Regions from separate parts of the Drosophila melanogaster genome. Here region 1 is linked to region 2. A link is a contact called in public Hi-C data. All regions are on one chromosome and are shown on one strand. The core of a region is the stretch at or near the end of the contact, and the rest is flanking DNA. Distances in the headings are between cores, read along the strand shown. Region 1 holds the start of Tie (Tie-like receptor tyrosine kinase). Region 2 holds the start of CG32241.

The links. Hi-C and Micro-C count contacts between places; a contact is called where the count stands out from the background.
Region 1: a Hi-C map of the Kc167 cell line shows a contact between it and region 2, with 2.1 times the contacts expected there. A contact is called at or near these places in 5 of 107 Hi-C or Micro-C datasets (the Kc167 cell line, the ML-DmBG3-c2 cell line, the S2 cell line and 2 more) and 1 of 7 datasets of targeted methods (the S2 cell line).

Annotation. Positions count from the first base shown.
Region 1 is chr3L:4,529,666-4,533,431 of dm6, reverse strand. It overlaps Tie (Tie-like receptor tyrosine kinase), which reads left to right and starts at 1,287. Exons shown (of 6, transcript NM_079204.2): 1 at 1,287-2,086. CG11353 reads right to left here and starts at 262. Exons shown (of 6, transcript NM_168093.3): 1 at 112-262.
Region 2 is chr3L:4,464,390-4,468,314 of dm6, reverse strand. It overlaps CG32241, which reads left to right and starts at 1,685. Exons shown (of 2, transcript NM_168087.3): 1 at 1,685-1,693; 2 at 1,845-3,210. The coding sequence starts at 1,691. The coding sequence ends at 3,089.

The sequences.
Region 1 (3,766 bases), core at 38-2,537, 66 kb before region 2:
CTGGCTGATAAAACGCACTGCACAACAGATTAGCTGGCTATACTATATGTATGTAGTGCCCACTCTTTCTTCTTGGCCTCTTGCCTCTCTTTCGCATTTAACTTGGCTTACTCTGGCCCTGCAACTTGTTTCGGTCTTTTCTGCCTTTTGTCAGCTTCTGTTGACGTTAACCGAATTTCGTTTTCATTTTCGCTTATATTTTTTTTTTTGTTTTGATGAGGGCCACGACGCGTGCAACGTTTTGGTAACAACTGTGCGCCGCTGCATTTTGGCTCAAAGTTTTATAAACTTGGTCGCTGGTCAAATCGAGTGGGACTGCGCTGCAGCAGCGCAGCCGCGGCGCAGCAGCCGAGAGATAAATCAACAATTGGAATTTCAGTCTCAAGATCAACAAAAGACGACCGACTCCCGACGACCGACTCCCTTACGCGCCCGAGTCCGAGTTTTCAGTTTTCAGTTTTTAGTGTTCAGTCCGGATTTGTCAGTGGTCAGTAGTCGTTATTTTTTGCTTGGACTTCGGCTATTTCGCTCGTCAATTGCACGCACATTTGAAACTCTCTTTCTTCTCATTTTGGCTCTTTTTTTAACTCTTTCGCGGGATCTTCAGACCCTTCAATAAGCCAATAAACTGCAATCATAAAACACATTTTTTAGGGGCATTAAATACATACATTTATTGTAAAAGTTGTTAACGACAGTCGCATTATTTTTATTAGTTCATAAAAACGTATGCTTTTTTTCCAGTGCAGAACTTATTGCTTTAATTAATTGCATAAATACAAGATCTGTAGGTTAACTGGCATCTTCCAAAATACATTTTAATTGGGTTTATGTTACTTATTTTACACCCTGAGGTCAACAGGTTTCTGCAAATGCAACGATGTAAAAAGTAAAAGGGAATAATTTTAGTAGTGATTAAGAGCAACAACAAGCTTGATGGAAGGGAAATGTTAATCAGGTACCAATTACTAAGGTAACTTGTAACTCAATTTTACTGAAGATTCATTTTATTTAATAAATGACGTAGTTATAGAAATCTAAGTGTTAATTTTAATTTTTAAATAAATGGGTTTATCCTTTCCTAATTAAACCATTTAAATTCCCAACGGTTCGGTGTCCACATTAGGTTCCCCAAAACTCCGGCAGATGGCGTTGCGGTATAAAGCTACCTGTAGCACCTGTCTCGCTCACCTGCAAAAGCTCGGCTTTCGCTTTAAGCTCTTCTTTGGAAGCTTCGCTCATCCGATCGCGCACCTTCGCTCAGTTGATTCGCGCAACTTGAGGCCAACAGTTCGAATACGCGATACGCGCGCATGCGATTTACCGGCCCACGCAACCACCCCCCGCCTTCGAACGAGAGCGAGCGAGAGGCAGATAGAGAAACTACTCCACGCTGCTTGCCAAACAAAATAAAAAACGTTGTGGGTGCTGAAACGAAACCGAAAATCCAAAAAGCAGAAGAAACGCACGAAATTCATAAAAATACGCGTATTAACCAAAAAAAAAGCTGTGCATCTGTGTGTTTTTTCGATATTGTGCGTGTGTTGAAAGAATACTAAAAAGTTGACAAGTGCAGAATGAAAATCATAAACAAAATAACCAGACGACGGGCAACAAGTTTTTTTGCGTAGAATCCAACGACGGGCAAAATTCCCAGTAAACAAGCCAACCTGCCGTGTGTTTTTTTCGTTTTTGTTGTACAAAGTATATTTGTTGCAACTCGTTTCGGTTGTTGTTTTCACAATTTGTTGTTGTCAAAGCCACACAAAGCGGGTCAAATGCATAAATAAATGAATGAATCGAAATGAAATAAAACGAGCCAAAATGAAATGCGAAATGTTGTTATTATCATTTGGTCTGAAGCGAAATTAATTACAACCGTGCATTGTCATTGCTGAAATCCGAAAGATACGCATCTATAGCTCAATAAATGAAGTTTATGAAAAAAAGTCTTGGGTATCTTCCGCTTTTAATTTGGGGATGTATTGCCATCCCGCTCTTACTGAAAAGCTCTTCAAATGAGTCTATCTGCTAGATGCGTTTGCACCTGAGCACCAGCGGATCGCCTTCACCAATGGCAGCTAAAGTGAGTTCAAAAAAACAAACCCCGAAAAAAAAAACACCAAAAACCCCTCAGAAATCGCACTAAATCAGTACCTTAAAAACTGACCATCTGCATGGTGCAAACTGTCTTACCAATTCGGTTCTCACGACACAAAATCATAGTACAAACACCGTACAGCGACACCTTTGAACTTTAAAACGGGAGAGTGCAAAATCAGCCTGGCAGCGTGTAACGGTGCCACAGCCGAAACTAAAGCCAAAAGCAAACAGACATCAATGAGCAATTCGAAAAAACATAATAAAACTTTACCCAAAAAAAAAAAGAAACTCCAGCTAAAACAGACCGCAACCGGGCCCACAAAAAAGGTTTCGAGCAAAAGCAACTGTTACAGCACCAGCACTGCACTCGATACGGTGGAATGAAAAGCCTTCAAATTGCTTTCAGAATTTCCAAGAATTAAACGGTAGAAATTAGTCGAGGTTCGGGATTTTTCCAGAATTTTGTACAGCTGCTGCCGATAAAAACGGTTACTTAACACTATTTTTAGAATCCAGTAATGTGTTAGCAATATAATTTTGGTCTAATTACTTTTCTAACGACTAATTCCTTGAAAGTAGATTCTCTAGTTTTATGAGAATACAGTGGTCAAGTTTTCCTAAAAATCTTCCCTACTATAATTTTTTAGATTTATTACAATTTGAACTTCACAATTTTATCTTTGCGAAAATGAGGAAGTTACCAAGTGGTGCAAAATATTTCCCAAGATAACTTAAAACATTTGACTTAATGACGAAGATAAAAAAATTATTTAAGACCTAGACTTTCAGAGACCATTAAGCAGTTTAAATAGAGTTTTCAAATACCATCTAGCCTTGAAAACATGTAATATTTTTGGCTTAAAAAAATAGTGTGATTTATTTTATGTTATTCACAGAACAAAAACAGAGAACTAATAAAGAATATAGATAATGTTGACAGCTGAGGCCTTTGTTTCCATTTCAGTTTTTGTTTCTGTTTCTTTTAAGATTTTAATTTATTTTGTAATGTTCAGGGGATTTTCCGACCAATTTATAAGCAGCACCCACTGTATTTTCAGACCGCGACTGCATTTAGTGGCCGTGTCTCTAACTGTAATGGACATGGACTGTCGCGGACCATGGCGCACTTGTCGCAAAACTGGTTTAATCTCGCATTTTGCTGGTTCTGTTTTTGTTTTTTGTAGCCAATATGAGTATTTATTAATGGCCCATGCATTTTTCCATATTTTCCTGCTGACCTCCGGCAATCTGCAGGGGCAAAACGGAATCACCTTGCCGTTCTAATTTGCCAACTGCCACCGCGAGTTGCAATAAGTGGAGCGTGGCTAATGTGGGGATTAAAAAAGGCCAGGGGTCGAGCTCATTAGCTGGGATCACCAGAGATCGGGGGAGCTGGCCCAAGGGACCACGCCCCCATGTGCACGTATATGTATGTATATTGTTCGCCCCCAAGGGAGTCTACAAGTAGAACTTTGCCCACCGCATTGTTGGCAGCTTGTTTAACATTTAAAAATAAACTTATCACAAATCGTGTAAGCGCAGAGACAAAAACACAAATAGCCAACAACGAAACTGTGTGAACATATTTAGCTCGAGTGCAAATTGAAAAGTTGTTTGTCCGGCCGCAGAGTTGACCATAACCATAACCATAATACGGTGGCAA
Region 2 (3,925 bases), core at 436-2,935:
CATCAAATTCCGACAAATTGCCAGAGTCGCTAACAGCCATTCAAAAATTAACCATCGTGATTAATCGATGACTATGGCACGTTTAATAATCACTTGATTGACGACTAAGTCCAAGTCATGACGTAGATAGTTCGCACTAAGTCTGACAAGCAAACCAGATTTCTTCGATACTGAGAGATTTGCCCTATAGATTACGCAATACAACTTCTAAATGGAAATTAAGCGAAAAACCCCCGGAATTCTAAAAAAAAGAACAGCATGGATCAAATTATTGCGTCGGTCAACGATCGACCTAGCCACGTTTGGTGGGAATTCTTGGAATACTATCCATCTTGTACGTCATAGCCGAAGAGGATAATAATGTATTTGAATCGAGAAGCAATTAACGGCACAATCTGAAGAAAAAGATTTGTTTGCGATTATTGCAAAAATAAATGGACTTCATTAAAATTCAAATCGATTGTATAACAATCAAGTTTGATGGTAGGAATTCAAATGACCAACATTAAAAATCAGTTTAAGAGTGCAACTTTCGACGCGCGTAAATCGATTTATCAATTGCGTTTAAAAGAGAAGATGACAGGAATCTGGAACAGTGGGTTAAGCTGGGATTGTGGTTGCCCTTGCAACGGTCCATGGCAAAGGTCAGTTTGAGGAGGGCACTGCATAAGCAACCGGTTCCACTTCCGATGACTGATTCATGCACTTGGATGACGTTTGTCTGAAGGTTGCCCTTCGAGAGTGTGAATATTTTTTTTTTTTCGTAGGGAGAGATAATTTGGGGCCTCTAGCCACAGACGGAACTTTTGGGAGAATTTATGCAAATCCACGAACGCTCTCATAAATAAAACATACTGAAATCGGTTTTTTTTTATAGAACCAAATCAATGCGAAATTAATTTATGCTTTTCGTCGCGCTAACCAGCGTGGAACGTGGCTCTAAACTAGATTTATGTGGGGGATCATTTAAAGAGTGCCATTGTCTATGTTGTGAAGTGCGAAGTGGCTCCATCTTCTCCAAATTGACTGTCATATGGTGGAGCACCCCTGCTGGTTATCGATCACAACTATCCAAATATTTGCAGATTAACGAGCATGAAATTGCGAGCCCATGCGGGACTTCCATTCCCCGAAATTCCAGCACTTCTGCGCCTCCACTTTCTGAGTTCTTCCACGCGATCGTCTATATTTCACCGGTTTTTCTAGAATTTAAATTAAATCTTTTCAAACAGCTCACGAAGCGCAGACTCAGCTTTTAAGTTATCACATATTTAAAAGTAGTCTTTTTGCTTTCTTTGGATTATGATTTTTATTATATTCGAGTTCATTTAGGTGGGTTCTACTTGGATGTGCTAGGCGCTTTTTTCATTTTGTTGCCCTGGCCAAAATCTAAATTTGTCGCCAAAATATAAAATTTCGCCTGGGACGCGACAGAGAACGAGATAGACCGTAAGTTTATGGGTGTCGTTCTGAGGGAGCTGCGTAGCCAGAAGACTCAGAAACGTCAGCAGCAGCCGGTTAACCAAACCAAGCAGGTTCTGTTAAGTTTTCGGAGCTCCGACGAGAAGCTTCTGCCGTGAAATCTCTTTTGGCCATCCTGAGGCGCGCTGAACTATAAATAATGTAGACCCGAGTAGAAAAGGCACAGTCACAACTCTACCTTCGAGGTGTTGAATTGGATCTGAGCAAAATGGTAAGACCACAAGCCGAGGAACGGAAATGGAGTATCGAGGATTAGAGCGCTGCACTCGGTGGTGGATACGAATACCGAGCTGGCAGACCGTGGAATATCTATGGACACCTAAAATGCAAGCTTTGCTTACCGATCTGTGTTTTCTTCGCAGAAATTCCTGATAGCTTTTGCCCTGGTGGCCGTGGCCAGCGCAGATGTTTCTCATCTGTTCTCGAACAGCAACAACCTGCAGGAGGATGGATACCACTATGCGCCACCTAGCGCTCCGGTCGTCATCGACGTGCCGTATGTGCCCCACGAGTCTGCCCCACCAAGAGTAGTGGTCTACGAGGCCCCCAAGCCCAAGCCCACACCCCCTCGCCCCGTCTACACACCACCAGTGGTCATCCCCTCCGAGCCCGCCGGTGTCCTCAAGGACGATGGTTACCACTACGGACAGCCCTCCGTGAAATTCGAGGTCTCTGCTCCTCCACCACCGAAGGTTGAGTACCTGCCTCCTCCGACCAAGAAGGTGGTTATCGCCCCTCCCCCAGTGTATGTGCCACCCCCAACCAAGAAGGTTGTCTACACCCCACCCCCACCACCACCAACCAAGAAGGTCGTCTACACACCACCCCCACCACCACCAACCAAGAAGGTCGTCTACACACCACCCCCACCACCACCAACCAAGAAGGTCGTCTACACACCACCCCCACCACCACCACCACCGAAGAAGGTCGTCTACACTCCACCCCCAACTGGCATCCTGAAGGACGATGGCTACCACTACGGCCAGCCCTCCGTGAAATTCGAGGTCTCTGCTCCTCCAGCACCCAAGGTTGAGTACCTGCCTCCTCCGACCAAGAAGGTGGTTATCGCCCCTCCCCCAGTGTACGTGCCACCACCAACCAAGAAGGTTATCTACACCCCACCCCCACCACCACCAACCAAGAAGGTTGTCTACACCCCACCCCCACCACCACCAACCAAGAAGGTCGTTTACACACCACCCCCACCACCACCACCACCGAAGAAGGTCGTCTACACTCCACCCCCAACTGGCATCCTGAAGGACGATGGCTACCACTACGGCCAGCCCTCCGTGAAATTCGAGGTCTCTGCTCCTCCAGCACCGAAGGTTGAGTACCTGCCACCCCCACCCACCAAAAAGGTGTACGTCGCTCCCCCAGTCTACGTGCCACCACCCACCAAGAAGGTCGTTGTGTACACCCCACCTCCACCACCACCGCCAGTGTACATCCCTCCCCCAACCAAGAAGGTCGTCGTCTACACACCACCCCCACCACCACCACCGACCAAGAAGGTGTACGTGACCCCCAAGGTCGAGTACCTGCCCCCCGTCCAGAAGGGATACAGCTACCCCAACGACCCCCAGCCCGCGTTCAACTTCTAGGCTCTCGAAGCTCGTTGTAAATACACAGATTAAGTATTAGCCATATTTTTGAACGAATTGTGAATGAGTGGCTTGGCCTTTCCCTGTCGCAGGAAAGCCAAGTCCACTTGATATAACCGTGAAAATAAAAATCATTCGATTTTAATTAGCTGTCTATTGATAGTCGGGAATATAGTAAAATAACACAAAGCTTGGTTATCGTAATTCAACTCAATTTACTTAAATCAAGTATCTGTCTATTTAAGTGCCAAAAAATGAAATCGTATAAATTTATGTTATTTCAAAAGTATAATTTAGTACCTTATGATTTTTGGAAAGGTAAATCATATCTAACGTTATATCATATACGCCTTTTGCTATACTATGAGTTTTAATGTGACTCACTTAGCCCGAGAAGTATGCTTCGTTTTCTAAAAGCATTTCTTTGCTAACAGAAGCAGTTTCTTCTTTAACAGAATAAATTGTTTAACGCTTTAATTTATACATATATATTTATGTGCAATTTACACATGTATGTTAGTTCATTGACAGGGATTTAATAAGAAGCAAAAATTTAGCTCACCTTATAAATATATTTATTTAATTTGAATTTGTATTAACAAACGAATTCAATGAATTGTATTGAAATCAGGTATATAATATTGTTACTTGTTCCAGTTATTAAAATGCCATTGTTAGCTTTCTTTGGATAATCAAAAAGTGGGTGTGTCTCCATTCAGATCCCGTTGGCAGTTAACAGCAGGTGCAATTTCCGCCTAGACATAAACCAATCTAATCAATGGCCAAATGGCTAGTGCAATCAATCTTCCAACGTCCACTGAAAGGCGATGCTATAC